Regions from separate parts of the Zea mays genome. Here region 1 is linked to region 2. Evidence: chromatin contacts called from public Hi-C data. All regions are on one chromosome and are shown on one strand. The core of a region is the stretch at or near the end of the contact, and the rest is flanking DNA. Distances in the headings are between cores, read along the strand shown.

Evidence for each region. Hi-C and Micro-C count contacts between places; a contact is called where the count stands out from the background.
Region 1: a contact with region 2 is called in a Hi-C map of endosperm, with 4 times the contacts expected there. The contact joins the promoter of LOC100272452 here to the promoter of LOC103654015 in region 2. A contact is called at or near these places in 8 of 25 Hi-C or Micro-C datasets (bundle sheath, ear, endosperm and 4 more).

The regions. Positions count from the first base shown.
Region 1 is chr4:169,352,587-169,357,841 of Zm-B73-REFERENCE-NAM-5.0, forward strand. LOC100272452 reads left to right here and starts at 3,031. Exons shown (of 6, transcript NM_001294176.1): 1 at 3,031-3,449; 2 at 3,523-3,623; 3 at 4,788-4,885. The coding sequence starts at 3,059.
Region 2 is chr4:169,181,761-169,186,885 of Zm-B73-REFERENCE-NAM-5.0, forward strand. LOC103654015 (nuclear transcription factor Y subunit B-2) reads right to left here and starts at 2,313. Exons shown (of 1, transcript XM_008680840.2): 1 at 1,094-2,313. The coding sequence starts at 2,175. The coding sequence ends at 1,381.

The DNA of each region.
Region 1 (5,255 bases), core at 1,781-4,280, 170 kb after region 2:
ACAACCAGTTGTCCAGCTCTGCGCCCGGCGGTGCCAGCCAGCCGCAAGCTCCATGCCCGGCGCGTCGCAACCCGCCAACCCCGCGCAGTCGCGCACAACTCTGTCGTCGTCCACCGGAGCTCGTTCGTTGGACCGCCTCGCTGTGACTTCGCCTCACCTGGCTGCCCGAGCTCGACTACCCAAACAGTGAGGCCTGATTTGGTGACCACAGGTCACAGGGGATTGTAGGGGATTGAGGGGGAAGTTAGTTTATTTCCCTCTCAATCCCCCGTGATACCCTTGTCACCAAATCAACCTTGAGGGGTCATTGGCGGCTCGCGCGAATAGAGTACGAGGCGGCGACTACGAAGGGAGGAGCGAGAGAGTTGCTCACGCTGTGGGCTGGGGGTGACGGACGACACAGATGGTCCAGATTGACCGGAGGCAGAACCAAAGGTGCAGATTGACGAGAAGCAGAACGACAGAACCACGGTGCACCAGGGGCAGAGGGCCCGTTTATGGCCAAGTACGGCCTACGCCATACCTCAGCTCAGTCCGCTAAAGAAGTTAAACATATTTTTTCCTGCGGCCAAGCCCATCAGCGGCTCCATCTCGTACGCAAGTCACCAAGCTTACACGCGCCAGTCTCCATGCTCCACGGTCGCCGCCACCCATCGCCCACCACAACCAGTTGTCCAGCTCTGCGTCCCGCGGCGCCAGCTAGCCGCTAGCTCCATGCTCGGCGCGCCGCAACCCGCCAACCCCGCGCAGTCGCGCACAGCGCACAACTCTTGTCATCGTCCACCGGAGCTCGTTCGTTGGACCGCGCCTCGCTGTGACTTTGCCTCACGTAGCTGCCCCGAGCTCGACCGCGCCTCGACGGTCGCCACCTCCCTCGCTTGGCCCCCTCGGGCCTCGGCCTCTGGCGTCTGGCCAATGTCGAACCAATTGAAGGCTTCAAGCAATGAGACTGTCAGGCCATGTGTCTGTATGTGCACAACACAATGCACGTGATTGAGGAAGTGAGACAATGACAGTGAAAAACAGAGGATTAGAAATTTAGATGCGAGCCAGCAAGGAACAAAGGAAGTCGCCACCTTCCACTGCCATACCTTATTTTTTGTTTGTGCTCCGCCACTGCGGTGCACGGTCTACATTAGGATCTTATAGAGTAGTAGAGATAGAGGTATTTGTGGTGTCAATACATGTTGGAGGGCCTCTCCTGCCGAAGATGCTCAAAAAATAATTAAGTCATAAATGGTTTCCAAGTCTATTTTAGGTCTTTCGAAGCAATAACGGAGCTGACTTTCGTTTGAGTCCTTCGTTTGAGCGGTGTACATTAGAAGGTGACATGAAGAAGCTTCGACTTCTTTATCTGAGCATGCAACAACAAGATGTCAGATACGAAGGAGATAACTTGAAGGCTTGGTCAACACGTATGTAAAGGAAAAGACAATGGTGCCCCTAGAGGATTTTGTAGTTTGTATGTATAGGAACTTAGGATATGTTTATAATTTCATATGAAGTTGTATATTAGTCCGTCACTATAATTAGAGGTACAATGTCATGCGGACGAGCCTCTCTTTTTGGGAGGATCTGGATTGGTCTGCCTCCAAAGTTGTGATTTTCTTAAGTCTTACCTTCGTATCACTATTAAAGCTTTTGAAGGTATATCAGTAACTACTTGTAACTGAGGAAAGATGATAAAGGGAACATAGCACTAATGATTCCCCTTAGGCATTTCTATCTTATTGCCCGAAGGTCTTTGATTGTAATAATCTTCCTCCGTCAATTTATCCATCCATTGGATAGATTGAAGGAACAAAGTTCTATTATCTCTGATTGTGTTGCCCTGTTTTGGTCCTCTATCAATCAAAGCATGTGATCAACAACACCTACTACTTTTGGATGTGATTAGTCATCCTAGACAAAGCATGCCCTTGTGTGTCTTCATATATAATGTGATTATCTCTAAGAAATCAGTAAACATTGCTACTAGTATTTGTTTGCTCAATCGATGCGATAGTACCACCATAGAGAAACACAAAAGTCGGTACAAAATCTAGCGTTATGGGAATCTGATATATATCCAACATATGTATAGCCCACAAAAGTTTGGTCCTAATTATCCGGAGAAAACATATCAAGATCTTGAGTGCCTTTGAGATATCTTAGTATAGTCTTAGTGTATGTCTAATATCTTCTAATTGGGTTTGCACTGTGTCTAGCTGACAAAGTCACTATGAGTGCAATATTAGGTCTAGTGCAATTCGCAACACACATTAGTGGTCCAATGGTGCTAAGGAAAATAACTTCATGTCCCATTGATTCCTTATTATCACAATTTAGTCTAAATGGGTCAATCCCTTTCAAGGGATGTTACCAGGGTGAGGGGTTTTAAAGGGTGAGCTATCCTAGGAGCTATTTGCCATGAGGGCATCTACGTGGGTCCATGATATCATGGCACAAACCATAGAGATGAGTAAATAAGGGTGTTTTTTGAAAAAAAAATTATTGTTTCTATTAGTATGCAACATCCCACAATTCTAGCTCTAAAATGAATCAAACTATCGTGTAAGACTTTCTCTAGCAGAGCATGTATATAACCATACAAAATACTTTTTTTATACTATAAACTATACTGTTTATAGAGTTAAATTTGAAATAGTAGATGACATAAAAAGTCTGATAGAGATGGCCTAATCAAACTTTTTTTGTGCTATATCTCTCTGTATAAACGAATTACTAAAAACATAAAAAATCTCAATGAAATATATTTTATTATATTCTCTACAAATATATCAAATTTAAGTTATATCCTATGTTTAAAAGTTTTCAAAATACATCCAATATAAATAATTTAAAAATAATATAACTAGATGGATTAAAATTTAGTATATATAATAGAGTGTACGTATATTTGTTTACAAATTTTGATTTCACGACCCTAAACAGTAAACATCCCGTTCTTTAAAGAACACCCCTCCAGTCAGGCCGTCCCGCGCCGACGTCAACGGAGACGTGTCAACGGCGGCGGTGATAAGACCCATAACCTTCTAGATTTTTTTCCGCTGCCTCAATGGATCTCTGGGAGAGGGCCCGGGCCTTCGCCGGCGAGGCGGCGAAGCGGTCGCAGGAACTCTCCGCGGAGGCGGCCAAGCGCTCGTCGGCGCTGGTCTCGGAGACGGCGAAGAAGTCCAAGGAGATCTTCTCCGAAACCGCCTCCAAGTCGCGGGAGATCGCCGCTGAGGCCACCAAGCAGGCCGACCTCCTCGCCGGCCAGATCAAGCACCTCGCCTCCGACCTCCCTGTGCCTTCGATCCCGCCCATCCCCGCGATCCCGCCTATCCCCGCCGCTGCCTCGTCGGTGCCCGACGCGGCCGAGCTTGAGTGCTACGGCATCACCGACGACCTCCGCGAGTTCGTCAAGGGCATGACCATAAACACCTTCCGCGACTTCCCACTGCAAGGTGCGGTGTTTTCGTGGTTGGGTTTAGGGAATTCCAGGCTTGCAATCCTCTGATTGGACTTTTGGTTATGTAGATGAGCCTGAGGTGTCTGATGTGCCAACTGTGTCGAATGTGCGTCAGGATCTGAACGAGTGGCAGGCCAGACACGGCACACTTGTCCTCTCGGCAGTCAAGGTTTTCTCACCATCAAATATCTCCTTTCGCTGAACATCGTTTGATGCATTTGTTTGTGTCATTGTGGATTAGTCTGTGCTCCGGTTGATAGATTGGTGAATGGTGATGAATCCAAGTATGAAAGGGCACACAGTACAGTTTTGCAAATATGTTAAAGCATGCGTGCATTTACTATTGAGATGGCAAAGTTGTAGAAAGCTGAACTTATAGCTTTTGGACGTGCAGAGTGAAGGAACTGGACATGTCATTTGTGATAATAAAACATTTACGTTGGTAAAGTTGTAGAAAGCTGAGCTTATGGGCTTATAGCATTTGGACGTGCAGAGTGAAGGAACTGGACATGTCATTTGTGATAATAAAACAATTACGTTTTCATTTTTTCTCTTTAGATTAAGCAATGAAGATGAAGCATTGATGGATATATTAGCAAATGGAAAATGGTAATACGCAAAACTTGTACATTTAGATATGTTATACTTTTTGCATGTTTGTGGTGAACTGATCAAGGGACATAATGTTACCAAGAAATTGTAGCCATTCCAATTGTGGTTGTGTGTAGAATCTGCAGGGAGTTGTAATTTGGGCAGAGACTGGGTCAAGTAGCTATAGAAGTATGCTGTTCAAAATCATGGCAGTTACCATTTTGATACTGAATTGAGCTGACTCTTAGTTCAAATCTAATATGATCCTAATATGTCTGAAAGGATTTTTCTTTTAACCATGGCCATCCATAATCTCTTCACTTATGTTCTGCACTTGATTCCTATTAATATTCTTCCTGTGTATGTGTTGTTTTTTTTGTTTAACTTGCAGTGTGAGGGTGTGTTTGTTTCACTCCTATATTATATAAGTTGGATTATGATGTAAGGATATGTGGGTAAAATATCACATTGGGATCTCAAATAAGCTGAAATATGCTACACAAATAAGCTGAAATAAGCTAGCATTGGGTAGCTTATTTTAGCTTATTTATGATCCCAAAGTGGTATTTTACCCCTCTCACCCTTCCACCATAATCCAACTTATATAATCTATGTGGGAAACAAACATGGCCTGAAACTGTGAACCAGCAAATATCTCTATTTTGCGACCTATTTTATTTAACTTGCATTGCAGACAAGCAAAGATTTTATTTTCTATTAAATGTTTCTGTCTTTTGTTCAGGAAATATCAAAGTTCAGATATGAGCTATGCCCAAGATACATGAAAGAGCGCAAATTCTGGCGGGTATATTTTTTGCTAGTAAACAGCTATATAGCTCCGTAAGTGTTCTTCTCACCCCTTTTCTGCTCATGCTGCACACTCTTGGTTACTTTTTTTGGTTGTTTGTTTTGTCAATCCTGTTTGTGATGCACAATCTTTTACTAAAATGTTGATGGCTTTGTCATTTATTCTTCATGTCACACCTGTCAAATGAGTTTATATAATTTTATTTGAGATGGTGTAGTCATTACTTTTATTTGTGGCATTGTAGTACACTGATTTTATCCTTTAATTGCAATTATTGTTGATGACATAACCTACGATATGATGTCCTATATAGTTGTGCCTCCATGATAAATGAAATGAAGTTTACCTTGATATATTTATTATCACATTTGGTTTCTTAAAATTTCACATAAATAGTTGATT
Region 2 (5,125 bases), core at 1,063-3,562:
AGGCTTTAGAGGTCGACAAATAATAGTGATGCATCTCACACTCAAACGACGACACAGATACGCTGCCGTACATGCATACAGTTCGTAGCGTACTGTCTGTCTGTCTGTCCTACAACCGCGCGGTTATTACCGTCAGTAGGTCTTGATGGTGAGTTCGATTCCTCGCCTCTAGCTAGGTCTTGTTTTTTGTGTGCTTCTGTTGTTGCTTTTCGCTAGCTTAGCTCCTCATGCATGTGTGTGTTGGTGCCGCTGCCGGTCCTTTTTTTTCTTCGGTTTTCCACGCTCGAAATTTCCTTTTACTTGCTCCGTCGCGCTGCAGCTAGCAGTACGTGTAGGTGTAGTAGTTTCATGTAGCGTACAGTTTCTCTCACTACGTCAAAATCGTCTAAACTGGAGGTAACTATCTATGACACTAGCTAAAAACAAATCACTAGTTTTTTTAAGTGATGACTTTTTTTTAAAAAAAATGTGTCGCTAACAACTGTGCATATGCATGCATCTATTCCAACTATCTTTCTAACGTCTATCGTAAAAACACGTCACTAACTTATTGATGTCCTTTATTTCACGTGTCTTTACTGTGATCTATTTAGTAAGGTGTATTTAAATCAACGTCGTTAATTATATACAATTAGGGACGCGTATTTATATGTAAATACGTCACTAGTTTCAAACATTTTTTTTATTTTGTGTGTCTCTACTCTGATATGTTTAGTGACGTGCATTTTAAATCAAGGTCACTAACACATATACATTAGTGACGTGTATATATAAACGATTCGGTGGCTTCAACCTTCTTCGCGTCATAGAAAAAAAAATCAATTTTTCAAACGATCTCGGATGAAAAACCACCAAAATGAAAGTTGTAGGTCTTCAAAAATTATGAAACTTTATAGTTGACAACCTTTTTATTTGAAATCATCTTGTCATAGAAAAATACGTTTGAAAATTTTAAATTTGAAAATCAAATTTTATACACGTCCTCGGATGAATAAACTACTAGAATAAAAGTTTTACATCTCGAAAAGTTATGTAAAGTTGTAGTTGTTGGCAAGTTTTTCATATGTATAATCTTCACAAGACACACGATCAGTCAATCTGAAAGCATACATGAAATAATCTCGTCGTCGCAACGGTTACCCAAACACAATAGGAGTACTAAGTACTGGCAACAAGCACTGGAAGCTACTTCTAAGAAACTAGAGAGTGGTACGTAGTTTAAGGAAAACAAGCTGCTAAGAAACTAGAGAATGCATGGTTACCCAAACACAATAGGAATGCTAGGCGTGCACACTGCTAGCTAGGACGACCTGCATGCGCCCGATACATGCATGCATGCGTACAACGTACATGCCGCAGATCTATGGCTTGCTGAACGAACTACTTGTACGCGAACGTGTGCGGGTGGTCGAAGCCGCCGCCGCTGCCGCCCGGCGGTGCGTGCGACGCGCTCCCGCCGCTGCCATCGCCGCTCCCGCCGTTGTTGCCCGGCGCGTACGCGGCCCCTCCATAGTACCCGCTGGCCAAGGCGTGCTCGCCGCCGTACGACGTGGGCTCGTAGGGGTAAGGCAGGTAGTGGCCGCCCTGTGGGTGTGGCATGAGGAAGCCGTGGTGCGGCGGCGGGGGCACGGCGCCCCCGTACATGGAGGCGTGCATGTCGTGGTGGTGGTGGTGCGGTAGCATGACGGCTCCGGAGCCGGGCCCGCGGGACTTGTTGAGCATCGATGGCGGCACGGAGTGGTGGTGGTGGTGGTGGTCGCCGCGCGGAGGGGCCGGGGCGAGGCCGACGCCCCGCGCCTCGCCCTCGAACTCGCGGTAGCGGTGGAGGTAGACGCTGAGCGGCTCGACGTAGTCGTCGAAGCCGAGGCGGCTCATGGCCCACAGCACGTCCTCGGCGGTGATGGTCTTGCGCTGCTCCCGCTGGCACCGCTCGTTGGCCTCCCCCGTGATGAAGCTGATGTACTCCGACACGCACTCCTGGATCGTCTCCTTGGCGTCGTCCGAGATCTTGGCGTGCGCCGGCAGCACGCGCCGCATGATGCGGATGACGTTCGCGATCGGCATCAGCCGGTCCTGCTCGCGGATCGGCGGCGCCTGCTGAGCAGCGCCGCCGCCATTGTTGGCGCCGCCCGCCGAGCCATTGTCCGCGCCGGCAGGGAGGAAGCTGGAGTCCATTGGCTCTTGCTACCTAAACCTATAGCTAGCTAGGTTGCTGAGTTGCTCTTGCTGGTGATGAGCAACGGGGAGGCCGATCTGGTGGTGGCTACTGGCTCTGGCTGGCTGGTGGAGAGTGTCCTTCTTGTGATGTGCGAGGATACGTTAAATAGGAGGCTACGACGATGTGTTGACCTGACCAGGCCGGCTAGCAACTAGCAAGCAAGCACAGGCTACTACTACTCTAGGTCTCTAGCCAGCGCTACCGTCTACCGAGGCACGGCGAGGGACGATGATGGCATGCGTGCATGCACACCAGCGCGCGCCTGTGTTGGTGACAAGTGGCGGAGGATTCTGTGAAGCACTGCTCCGTCGTCTGCGCGCGTACGTGGCCGAGTTGTCACACGTAGTACGCGCGCGAAAGATGGAACGACGTACGTGAAAACGGATGAATCCGGTAGATCGAAACTGTTACAAAATATTGTATATTGTATATGTGACCAATCCAAAGGGTGCGACAGATTCTCCCTAAGGGACATACCCCTTGAGAGACACCCCTTCACATGTATATAATCAGGACTCCCCTGCAATAATAAAGTACAACTGTCATTTGCACTATTCTCTCGAATCTCGTTTTCACTGAGTTCTAACACGTTATCAGCACTGCTCGCGAGAATAGAGAGATCTTGCCATTGGAGAACGAGGAACAGTGGAGGCACGTTTGCTCCAATACACCATGTCCTGCGTTGTCTGTGTGGTGATTGATTTGATCGACAACGCGACCGGCCACAACTTCACTAAGCAAAACAGACACCACTGGAAAGCGTTGATCTTGCCTGAGTCTGGCCACAGGAATTGATCTCACCAACCATGCTGGACAACAGTTGAGACGCCGGACTATGCGCTCCTCACACTCAAGGTGAGGACACCATACCTCCTTGCTTCTTGCATAAATTTTACGGGAAGCACCGACAGTCCGACACGCATGCATGCTTTCCAACGAATGGCTCCTACGTGGTGAGGCCGCGTCAGGGCCGACTAGTCGCGCCGCCGCTGGTCTCTGGCTCGTCGGGGCCTGACTGCCGCGTTCGCCCTGCGCGCCAGCACAGCGCCCTCAACGGGGCCGCGTCCGCGCGGTGGGGACCGCGCGCCCACGCTGCGAGGGGGCCACGCCCCACGCCGCCGTGGCCCGATCGCCGCGGGGCCGTGCGTCTGCGCCCGCGCTGGGGCTGCACCTGCGCCGTGGCCCGACCGCCGCGGGGCCGTGCGTCTGCGCCCGCGCTGGGGCTGCGCCCGCGCCGTGGCCGCTCCCGCGCGGCCGCGCCGCCTCGGGCTCGCTCTGGGGCTGCGCTCGGAAGCGCCTCGCCGGGCCGCCATTCGCGCGCGCGTCGTGACCGCATAGGGGATGAGGACGCCGCACCCGAGCGCGCGTCGAGCCCGTGCACCACACCGCCGGGGCCAGAGCCGCCACGCCGTAGCGTGCCTGAGACGACGCGGCGCGGTCGCGCTCAAGCCACGTCGCCAAGGCCGCCGTGGGACGAGCCCGCGCCGGGCAGCCGCGCGTGGCCGTGCCGCCGAGCCGCCGGGGCCGCGCCGGTGCCCACCGGTCGGGGCTGCGCTCCCGCGCAGAAGCGCGTCGGGCTACTGGCTGCCGGGCCGCTGCGTCAAGTGCCTGCGCCCCCGCGCCGCGAGGACCTGCACGCCCGGGAAGCCGTTGCCCGCGCCGCCAGGGCTAGGCCGCCGTGCCGAGGCCGCGCCCGCCTGGCTGACGAGCCGCCGCGCCGCCGGGACCGGGGCCGAATCCGCCCGCCGAGACGGGCCCGCGCACGCCCGGGGAACTGTGCCCGCGCGCCGCGCCAGGGAAGGAGCACCATGCCGGCGGCCGCCTCTGTCCATGGAGGATAGCGGTTAGGGTTTAACCCTAACCGTCGGCTTTCTTTGGTGGCGGCTACCAGGCCTGTTCATGGGCCGATTTCGGCCATAGTTGGGCCACAAACGCCCTGTTATTTATTTATTTTCTGTACAATTACTTTTTGCTTAATGCAGAGTATCTAAATTCGAATATTTAGACCGCTAAAGATATATGTAATTGTACATATTTATCTGTTTTTTTATGAAAAAAAAACATACAGAGTTGTTAGTGAATTATATTTTTATTTACATTTATAATTCACATATTTTCGACTTGCTTTTGTTTTTGCATTCTTTTATGTTTGCATGGAAAACATAGCACATAATTAAGTCGAAACTTAACGGTCCTCATGCAACATAAGATTGCATTTTTTGGGAAAAGCATAGGGTGATGGAGTCCTAAGCACTGACAGCGCTAAATTCTTTATAGAATTTAGTAGCCTAGAGACCGTGCTTTAGGCCGCATTTGAAATGCCTATCACTATGAGGTCTACATCTTTCGAGATGATTACCTATACGTGCTACCCAAAAAGATCACGGACCACGCAGGCGTCGCGGGCTATGGAGCCAGGCTGGACGCTGCAGTCATGCTGACTGCTAAAAGAATTCTTTTAATTAAGTTCTACTTAATTAAATGATGAATTCTTGCAAAATATGAGGCATATATATTTGACTTGGGATTATTCAACACATGATGGAGATCTAGGCTTTGGCTGCAATAAGTTCTTGGAATTTATTTGCCCTGAGACCAAGCTTTTAGACAGCAAAAGGTTATTTGCCCATCAGTAAGAGGTCTACATCATATGTCGATGATGATTACCTATGTGTTCTCCCAAGTAGATATGTTGGAGATGTGATGTTGGTTATTCACCTTTATGGTGATTTCCATTTTATTTTTGAAATTTTGGTCAAGCACAGGGTAGTGGAGTCCTAAGCATTGGCTGCGGTATGTTCCTTGAATATATCAGCCCAGAGACCATGCTTTCAGGCAGCAAATGTTTTGCCCACTACTGGGAGATCTACTCCATTGTTTCATTACATGGAGATTATCTACGTTGTG